Regions from separate parts of the Gossypium arboreum genome. Here region 1 is linked to region 2. A link is a contact called in public Hi-C data. All regions are on one chromosome and are shown on one strand. The core of a region is the stretch at or near the end of the contact, and the rest is flanking DNA. Distances in the headings are between cores, read along the strand shown. Region 1 holds the start of LOC108486547 (protein MAEA homolog). Region 2 holds the start of LOC108485368.

Region 1 (4,592 bases), core at 1,876-4,375, 230 kb after region 2:
CAAAACTCAAGCATTCATCAATGGCAACTCACAATTTCATCAACCAATTCAAAAATTGAGGCATGGGCTAGCTAGTACTCAAAGCAACGATCACAAAAACATAGAAATCATCAAAAACCAAGCAAAATACATTCCTCAATCAAGCTCAACCATAGCCGAACCCTAAATGAACTTTTATCTTTTCTTTTCTTATGATTTTCAGTGATAGTGATGATAATTAAAGCATATAATGACTTTGTTTTATTTAATATAACATTAATAATCAAATACCAATTTTACCCCTTTATTAAACCATATAAAAATCACTTAATACAAGCCCATTTATGTCCATCCATCATTCAAATGGTCTAATATCATCATAAGGACCTTTGATTATAAAATCCATAACACTTAAGCACTTTTAACATATGGAATGCCATTTTTACAATTTACGCGATTAAGTCATTTTTATCAAATCGAACACACAAACGCTAAAATTAGCACCAGAAAATTTCACACATATAAAATCACATACTGTAAACACATTAAGTAATATTTTTTGACCTTGGATTTGTGGTTCCGAAACCACTGTTCCAACTAGGGTCTAAACCAGACTAGTACAGTTTAACTAACAATGAACATGCATTTTCTACAATCAAACATCAAAATACATGCACATCCAACATGGGTAAGATTTTAGACTTTAACTTTCTTTCAAATTTGTCCTTGAAATAGCTGAATCAAGTTACAATGATCTCAAAAATATAAAAATCATTAAAAATGGGACAAGAACGGACTTACAATCGAGCTTGAAAGCTTGGCCAAACCCTAGCTATGTCTCATATTCTAATTTTTGGCTATGAGGATGAAATTGAAGAAGATGAAATCCTTTATTTAGTTATTTTAGCTTTATTTACCAAATTACCCATTTACCCCTCACTTAAACTTTGAAATTTTACTTATTCCATGTCCATTTTTGTCGATCCTAAAGTATAATGGTCTAATTACCATTTAAGGACCTCTAATTTAGAATTTCATAACAATTTACTACCTTTAGCCTATAGAACTCAAATTTTGCACCTATTGCAATTTAGTCCTTCTAGTCAAATTGAGTACTCAATCGATAAAATTTCTTAACGAAATTTTCATACAATTATTCTATCATGCTGTAAACCTTAAAGAAATAGTAAAACAAATATTTCTACTTCAAATTTATGGTCCTGAAACCAATATTCTGATTTGACCCAAAAATGGGTTGTTACAATAATAACTTTTAAGGGATCTCTTTAGTTTTAGTTTTTAGGTTAATTTGAAGTTTTAGGTTGCTGCAATTTTCCTTAAATTTCTTTTGCAATTTTCTCTTCTTGTTCCATTGATTCTGCACTTTAAATATTAATAGATTTTAGTGATTTCCTTATTCAAAGTTTGCAATCAAACAATCAAAACGAGGAATCTTATGTTCTCACTCCATCAAAATCATCAAATCAGAGCTTCATCAAATCCAAATTCAAGAAATTTCTAAACCTTCTTAATTTTCGTTTTATTTAATTGCTTAAATGAACATGAAAATGATAGGGTTTTGGTTTATTAAGATAATCATGAACTAATTTTCTTAGGTAGTTGGTTAATTGAAATGTTGAATAATTATCTTAAGGTTTATGGACTAAATTGAATAATTAGACTAAACTGAATAAAAACCAAAACTTAAAATTAACGACTCTAGGTGAAAATATTGATAAGGGAGATTGAGAGGAAATCTTATTGTGTAAGAATTCAATTGTCCCTATTTAGTTTAAGTTAGATCAAGAGATAAATCGAACTAAAATGTAAATTGGGTAAATTATAGATCGAGAGATATTAACTAATTCGATTAGAAAATTATTCTACTAAATTTCCTAATCTAAGAGTTAATTATGAACATGGAAATTAACCAGCTACCATTTTGTCTTGATTATCTCTTTTACAAATTTGGATATCTTTACAATTAGGTCCTTAGATATTAGTTTAGCCTCAAACATTCTATTTATTTTTTGTTGTACTATAGGCTGTTTAGTACTAACTATTTAGACTTTCTAGCTTGCATTCTTATTGCCGTGAATTCAATTTTTTTATCGATCTCTTATGGATTCGATCATTAGGATACTCTGTAAGGTGTTTCATTGTATTTTTTATATAAATATTACAAGTAGACTTGTTATACCAGCAATACACTGCACATGTTATATATCTTTATAATTTTCTCTGTTGAATACATGTACGCTGAAGCGTGATTTTGTCATAATTTTAAAGTTCAATAGTTTTTAATTAAATTCATATGATAAAGTTAAGGTGCAATAACAATGAATTTATTAAATTATTATACTTCTATGAAAATTTTGAGACTAAAAATGTTAAAGAAATGAAATTGTAAAAGACAAAATTATATAATAATAACAATATTACATTTTATCAACCAAACATTTAAATCTTATATTCTAGCTAAATGAATCGAAGTAAATTAATTTTACATTCCACTCGTAACCTTGCATTTTTGTCATCTTATTACGAAACGTAATATTTTGTTGAAGGGAACCAAACTTACCATTGGTTGAAGGGATTAAGGCTTCTTGTTGGCACTCGATGACTAAGATTCAAACTTTGTTGATTAATAACTTCCTCAATTTGTAATTAGACTAGTAGAAAAAAGGCACAATGACAAAATGAGCTCTTAATGTTTATAAATTTTATCTATTTGGCCCTTGTTTTTTTTAAGCTAAATTTAACCTTCAATATTTTTAAAAATGGTTGAATTTAACTATCAATTTTTTTAAAAAGCTATCAATCTTTTCGAAAGAGCTAAATTGTTGTTTTTTTAGGAGAAATGCTAACCAAAATATTAAAATTTTAAACATGGTAGCCTATAATGCAATCCGCGTATACTTCATACAATTTTCTTAAATTTTAAATTTTTATTTTTAAATATTTTTATATTATTTGTTAATATGACATATAAGAGAAATAACAATGTGTCAACATCGTATACTTAAAAATTAATGGTTTAGTTAATATTTTGATAAATTTAACTCAATAAAAAAATGAAAATTAAATTTACAAAAATTGTAAATGTTAACCGCTAATTTGTAATTATCCCATAGAAAATTTTTGGCAAAGCTCGGTCCACAATCAGATCCAGTTGCTCTATCGTAAAAGACGCTGTCGTTTCACCACATCACCGTAAGAAAGCTACTAATCATTCCTTTCTTCTCGTCTCCACTCTTCCTTGAACTCAAACCGGTTTCTTTCCCCTTCGAATGGAAATCGATCCACTTCCAAACGGTAGCGGTTCGAATGCCGCAACAAGCCCCGAAACCGCAGCAACGACAACCGCAATTACCGTCGCATCGAACACGGCGCCGTCCTCGAAATTGAGCCATCTGACGGAATCGTTAAAATTAGAGCACCAATTCTTGCGTGTTCCTTTTGAACATTTCAAGAAAACAATCCGAACCAATCACCGAACAGTCGAGAAAGAAGTCTCTGCCGTTATTTCAAGCGTCACTGACGTGGCTGACTCCGACGAAATATCCAAAGACGATGCCATTTTGAGTCTCACTTCCCTTGTTTCCCGTTTGCAAGGCATCAAGCGCAAGGTAAAAGAAGAGATTTTTTCTTTCTTTCTTTTTAAGTTAATTTAATGTGATCTGTATTGGAATTAGCAAAATTATGTTCCTTTTAACTTTTGGAGGTCTAAAAGGCAGAAAGTAGTTTTGGATATTTTGAGTGAAAAATGGCTATGTTTTTATATGATCTAAAATTAATGAATTTTTATGAAAATGAAGAGAATAATTAATTCGATGTAAAAGAGCTGGACTTGTATGAAAGTTGAAATTTTGACAATTTCACTTAAATTTGATAATATGAATTTGTAGAATTAAAGCAAGAATAAATCTAAAACTCGTCAATTTGTATGGAAAGTTGAAATATCGAATAAGTTGAAGAGTTTTGAATCTTATCTTACTGGATTAGGGGATAAATTATGTTTAATTGCAAAACTGTCTAACCTAAATTAAGTAATGGTCTGTAGAAACCCCTGCCAATATTGTTCACTTTTTTGCTTTACATACGCGCGCATACATATATCTGTTTATCAATCGGCATTTTACGTAATTCAATAATTTTTATTCAATTTAACAAGTATAACCTTTGCAGATTAGTTGGTCGCTGTATTTAGTAGTCACGGTAGATTTATTTTTCTTCTTATCTGAGCAACTGGATTGTATTTTGTGTTTTAGTAATTTATTATCCAAAGTACTGAGTAGCCCTTCTTAAGTCGTTAATGCATAGTGATCTACTAAAGTCTATATGTTCTTTATCATCCAGTTGGAAGAGGGGAGTCATGCAGAGAACTTGCAAGCTCATAGGTGTCGTGCTCGTCTTGATCACTTAGATTCAGCTGATGCTGAGAACCTTTCTGAATGGAATAATGTGCGATTGAAGCGGATCCTTGTGGACTATATGTCGCGTATGTCATACTATGACTCTGCAATGAAGCTGGCAGAAAGCAGCAACATACAGGTACTTTACATGCTTGCTTCATTTCATATAGACATGACAATGTTAGACCTGACATGAAG
Region 2 (4,718 bases), core at 1,829-4,328:
TTACAAATAAAGCTTTCCTGCTCATGAGCTTCAGAAAGAAGCAAGGCTCTTTCCTTGGCATGTTTAGATCGTCTTTCTAACTCGACAACTGAATCATCTTCGGAAGAATTTAAACCGTCAGAGTTTCCCTCAATGAAACAATTTTTGTAAGGCTCATCCATTTCCAATTTGGACTCAGGACGCATATTCAAGTATCGACCATATACATCTTCATTTGTGATCGGAATATGATGGTTGAATCCCTTTGAACTTGATTTTGGGACAACATGAGTCTGCGAAAGCCTCTCAATCACATTCTTTGCAACCATCCATGGCGACTCCTGCCCGAACCCATTTTCCACCCGATCTCTAGATGAAAAGTGAAGACGAATGCTGTCACCATCCCTAAATGAATGAGACTTGTTTTTCTCTTTGACACTATGTGTCGGAGATGAAGGTGCAGTATATCGAGCTCGCCGAGGATGCCTCCGACCACCATTTCCAGGAGTCGAACTGTTCCTTAACTTGCTAATTTCCAGAAGCTGTTCTCCGTCAATATAGCGATCGATAACTTGGGTCGACACATTGCTAGAGCAAGAGGAAGAGCTGCCGGATGAATAATGGTGCAACCTCGAAGAACCAGAAGAACACGGCCTCTCAAAACTGATAATTTCTGTTTCACATTGTTTTGCCTTGGATTTCTTCTCGGGCATATGAGCCCTGCCTCTGGAACAAACCGCAAGAACATCAATGCTACTCCATCAGATTTATAGAAGTGAAAAAAAAAAATTACTAATGTCATATCCAAGCACACCAAATGCCTTACCGCGATCGGTGATCATACTGCTGTTGTGAGGAAGAACAATTTTGTTGTCCAAGCTCGTTGCCTGATGACAAAGAATGACTCCGAACAAGACTAGAAGCATTACTGAAGCTGGGGCTATCAGACATTAGCTTCCAACTGTAGTCAGCCATGTCAACAAGTTGATCAGTCAACCAACTTTCTGATGTTTTCCCCTGGTAAACTTGTTTATCTGTTGATGCCGGAAGAACTTTGTTGTTACCACTGCTAGAAGAGGAAGATTTGAAGAAAAACAGTTTCTTCATCTCTATATATATCATCAATTAGAACAGCTTATGAAAATGGAATGAGTCCCAATCCCTTTTATAACATAACAATCCTCAAAGAATGGACCTCAATAAACCTGTAAACAATTATATAAACCATAAAAGTGAGTTGTAAAAAGGGTAAATGGCATTAACACACAAAAAACATCATCAAGATCACTAGAAATACAACTGAAAAAATTCAGATATTTATATTGTTTTCGTGTTATCTTTTTCATGTCATAATCATATCTAAAATGTTATTATATATAACAACTTGTTATACATATATTGACATGTTCATGTAATCGTGTCGTGTGTTTTTTCATGGCATCTCATGTTTTAATTTCTTTTTTTTTTCTGGTATCACGTTCATGGTAATGGAATATCAAATAGAAGAAAAAAGAATGCATATGCAACATTGAGATGTCAATCATGAAAAAGAACATGATATAGAGAAATCATACACTGGTTATGTATTGACAATATTAAAATGCGAAAACCATAAAAGTAAAACTCAGATCTTATGATTCATTTAGTTGGCAGACTCTTCAGTTTTAATTAAGGATTAGGATTTAACTTCCGTGTTTTACTCGTATTAAAATATGAGAATGATATATTATCCTCTAAATACTGAATACATGAAAAACTATAAGAAAATTAATATATTCATTTCAAGATACACATTATCTGACATTTGCTTACATCCGAATCCAAATCAGCTGGGACAAAGCTATGAGAAACCTAAACGCCGAAACTAGGGTACCAAGATAAAAAAAAGAACCATTAGTAATTAAGATTCGGCAAAAGACAGAAAATAAAAAATAAAAGTTCAAAAGGAAAATAAGAACCTGAATACAGTACGATAACTTTAATTTATGTCTAATATTTATACCTACGAAAAGATCAGAAAAAATTCTAATGTCTCGGTATCAAACAGTATTTATATCCTACACCCACTTGAAGCTGGCTCACATCACATATACCTTTTTTTTTAGGAAAATATAAATATAATTGTTTTAAAAAATAATTTCAGTTGCCTGCAAAATGATTTAAAGAAACAAAATTATGTATATGAAACAGATTGGCCAAGAGTAATGCTTAAGATTGAATCTAAATTCACCCCATTTTCGACTCTTTAGAAACCTTTTATTAACCAAAAAAAAAAAAAGACCTTTAAGAAGAATAAAGAAATAAAATAAAATTCATAAAATTCTGACAAAAAACAAGGATCCCAGGGTTGAGTGATCATCAAATAAAAAAAATTAATACCATTATGAAGGAAAAACGAAAAACCTTAAGTAAATTATAAAAACTAAATAGAAAACAATAGAGTTGAAATCAATCTGTTAATGATTGCCTTAGCTTACCAAGAAAAAATCAGAAGAAAATATTTGAATTTTAGGAACAGAGTTGAGAAAACACTCGGTGAAAGCTTCCTTTTCCACTTCAACTTTCTCAGCAACCAAACACACCCAGTGAAAAATAGTCACACACACACAAAAAAAAAAAAAAAAACCTTCAAACGGTCAAAATTTTCTTTCCTGAAAAGCCCAAAGACTTAAATGAAAAATCAATATAGTAAATTCACGAACTCGATACACTGAAAAGAAAATCTTTGCATTTAGTTACTTACCATTAAAGGAGAGAAACTGTATGTTGTTAAGAAAGTTTAAGTTTTCTCAAAATTCGAATTAGAAAATAATAATAATCCCTCGAAATTTAAGGTTCTTAAAACAGAAGTTATCAAAGATAAAGCAAAGAAAGTGAAAGCGCAGAAAGGCATGGAATCAACGACGTTACCGACCGGCATTAAAGATCGTTTGCGATTTTGGTTTTAACGGCAACGGAAGACGTTTGGCCGTTATGGTTTACAGAGGGAAAATTATGGTGAGGGGGAATTAATAAGAGCGAGCGGCAACCAATAGCAGAACGGAGAAAATATGAGAAAAGGTTCAGGGTATTTTCGTCTCTGAACTAACGCTTTTGCGTTGAGTATTATATACTAATTACTTTTTTTATACAATTGTCTAGATCTAGCATAGTTTCTTCCCGTACATTTAATAAGAGGATTATTTTTTATCGATATGAATCGAATTAGAATTAAATTCATACTAATTATTAAATTAAATATTTTTTATGATGATATAATTCATAAAAATACAATTCACTATCATGATTTTGAATTTTTAGTATAATTTTCATTTCATTATTATAAATTGAATTTACTAAAATATATAACATTAAGATTTTTAAAATTTGAATTTATTACTATGTCGTTAAATAAAATAGTAAAATATTTATTACTTTAATAAAATACGAGTTGATTGAAAATAATATTATTAGGAGAAATGATAAAATATTGAATATATAAATTAAAATAAACATGATAAATATTAAAAATTGAATTTAATGTTAATTTAAATTAAATTTGTGCAGCCGTAGGAGTTTTACTTTTTATTCTATTAACATGGTTATTATTACCGCAATTTAAAGGTTATAAATTCGAATGTTTTCTTCTAATGCTCTGATCGAATAAAATTGAATGCAAATTTGTCTAAGTGGCTATTTGAATATTAATTAAATTCTAATAAAATTATTTGTAGATAATAAAAATTAGTAGATAAAGATTAGGTTTTTTTTTACCCAAAAACCAAACTAGTGGACATAATCTCCAAGCTTTTTTCTAAAAAAAAAAGAAGGTAGGTTAGGAAACTTTTTGACTTTTTCATTAAACATAATGATGCCAATTCCCTTAATTCATGCAACTTCTTTGGGATTACAAGAATCATTTTCTTTCTCAATGCAAAGATTACACAATAAAAGATAATATTTTATGAAATGCATAATAATTTATTTTGTACTTCAATTTTAATTTTTTAATATTCATTTAATATTTATCTTTTTAATTTTTAATTTACATTATTTATTAAATTATTTTAAATTTAATAAAAATTAATGCTTGTTAACTTTTTGACATATCATTTACATAATGTCACGTCAACAATCAATTAATTTTAAAATAAAAATATTTTATACTTTTTAATTTTAAAAAATTAATTAATTGCTTATGTGGCATCCACGTGACAATCCATATGTATTTGATGTCAATAAAGCTAACTTTTACATCTATTTTGGAGGGTTTGATTTGGCAAACAACTACCTCCTTAACTAATCAGCCTATTACTACAATGGACTGTCCTTAAATTAAATTTTTTTCTATAACCACTCTTTTTTTATCTCATTTGTTTGATCAATAATACAATGGAGCAAACAACGCATTGCTGACTTACTCAACAGTTTCAAACATTGGAGTGTAAATTATTGCTAAGGTATTCCTTATCATTTATAATCAAATTATTGAATTTAAGATCAAGAAATTCTAAATGCATTAAAAGAATCCTACTACAGACTTAATTGCATTGATACTTAAGTTGTTCTACTTTTAGGAATCAATTTTCAAACAACTATCCTAAGCTAATCATGCTTAATTGACTTCCACAATTTTCTAGATTAGTCGAAAAGTTATTATCCTCATCGAACATCACCGATATCAATATACTCATCATAGTTTAGCAGTTATTTGGCATTTGTATGTAATGGCAAAATGAGTGACAGAATGCATGAATGTT

What was found. A called contact is a pair of places that touch in the nucleus more often than the background predicts.
Region 1: a Hi-C map of leaf shows a contact between it and region 2, with 4 times the contacts expected there. The contact joins the promoter of LOC108486547 here to the promoter of LOC108485368 in region 2. A contact is called at or near these places in 2 of 5 Hi-C or Micro-C datasets (both in leaf).

The regions. Positions count from the first base shown.
Region 1 is chr4:35,927,453-35,932,044 of ASM2569848v2, forward strand. LOC108486547 (protein MAEA homolog) reads left to right here and starts at 3,126. Exons shown (of 7, transcript XM_017790662.2): 1 at 3,126-3,608; 2 at 4,339-4,533. The coding sequence starts at 3,270.
Region 2 is chr4:35,701,727-35,706,444 of ASM2569848v2, forward strand. LOC108485368 reads right to left here and starts at 3,079. Exons shown (of 5, transcript XM_053027128.1): 1 at 2,894-3,079; 2 at 806-1,184; 3 at 1-699. The coding sequence starts at 1,101.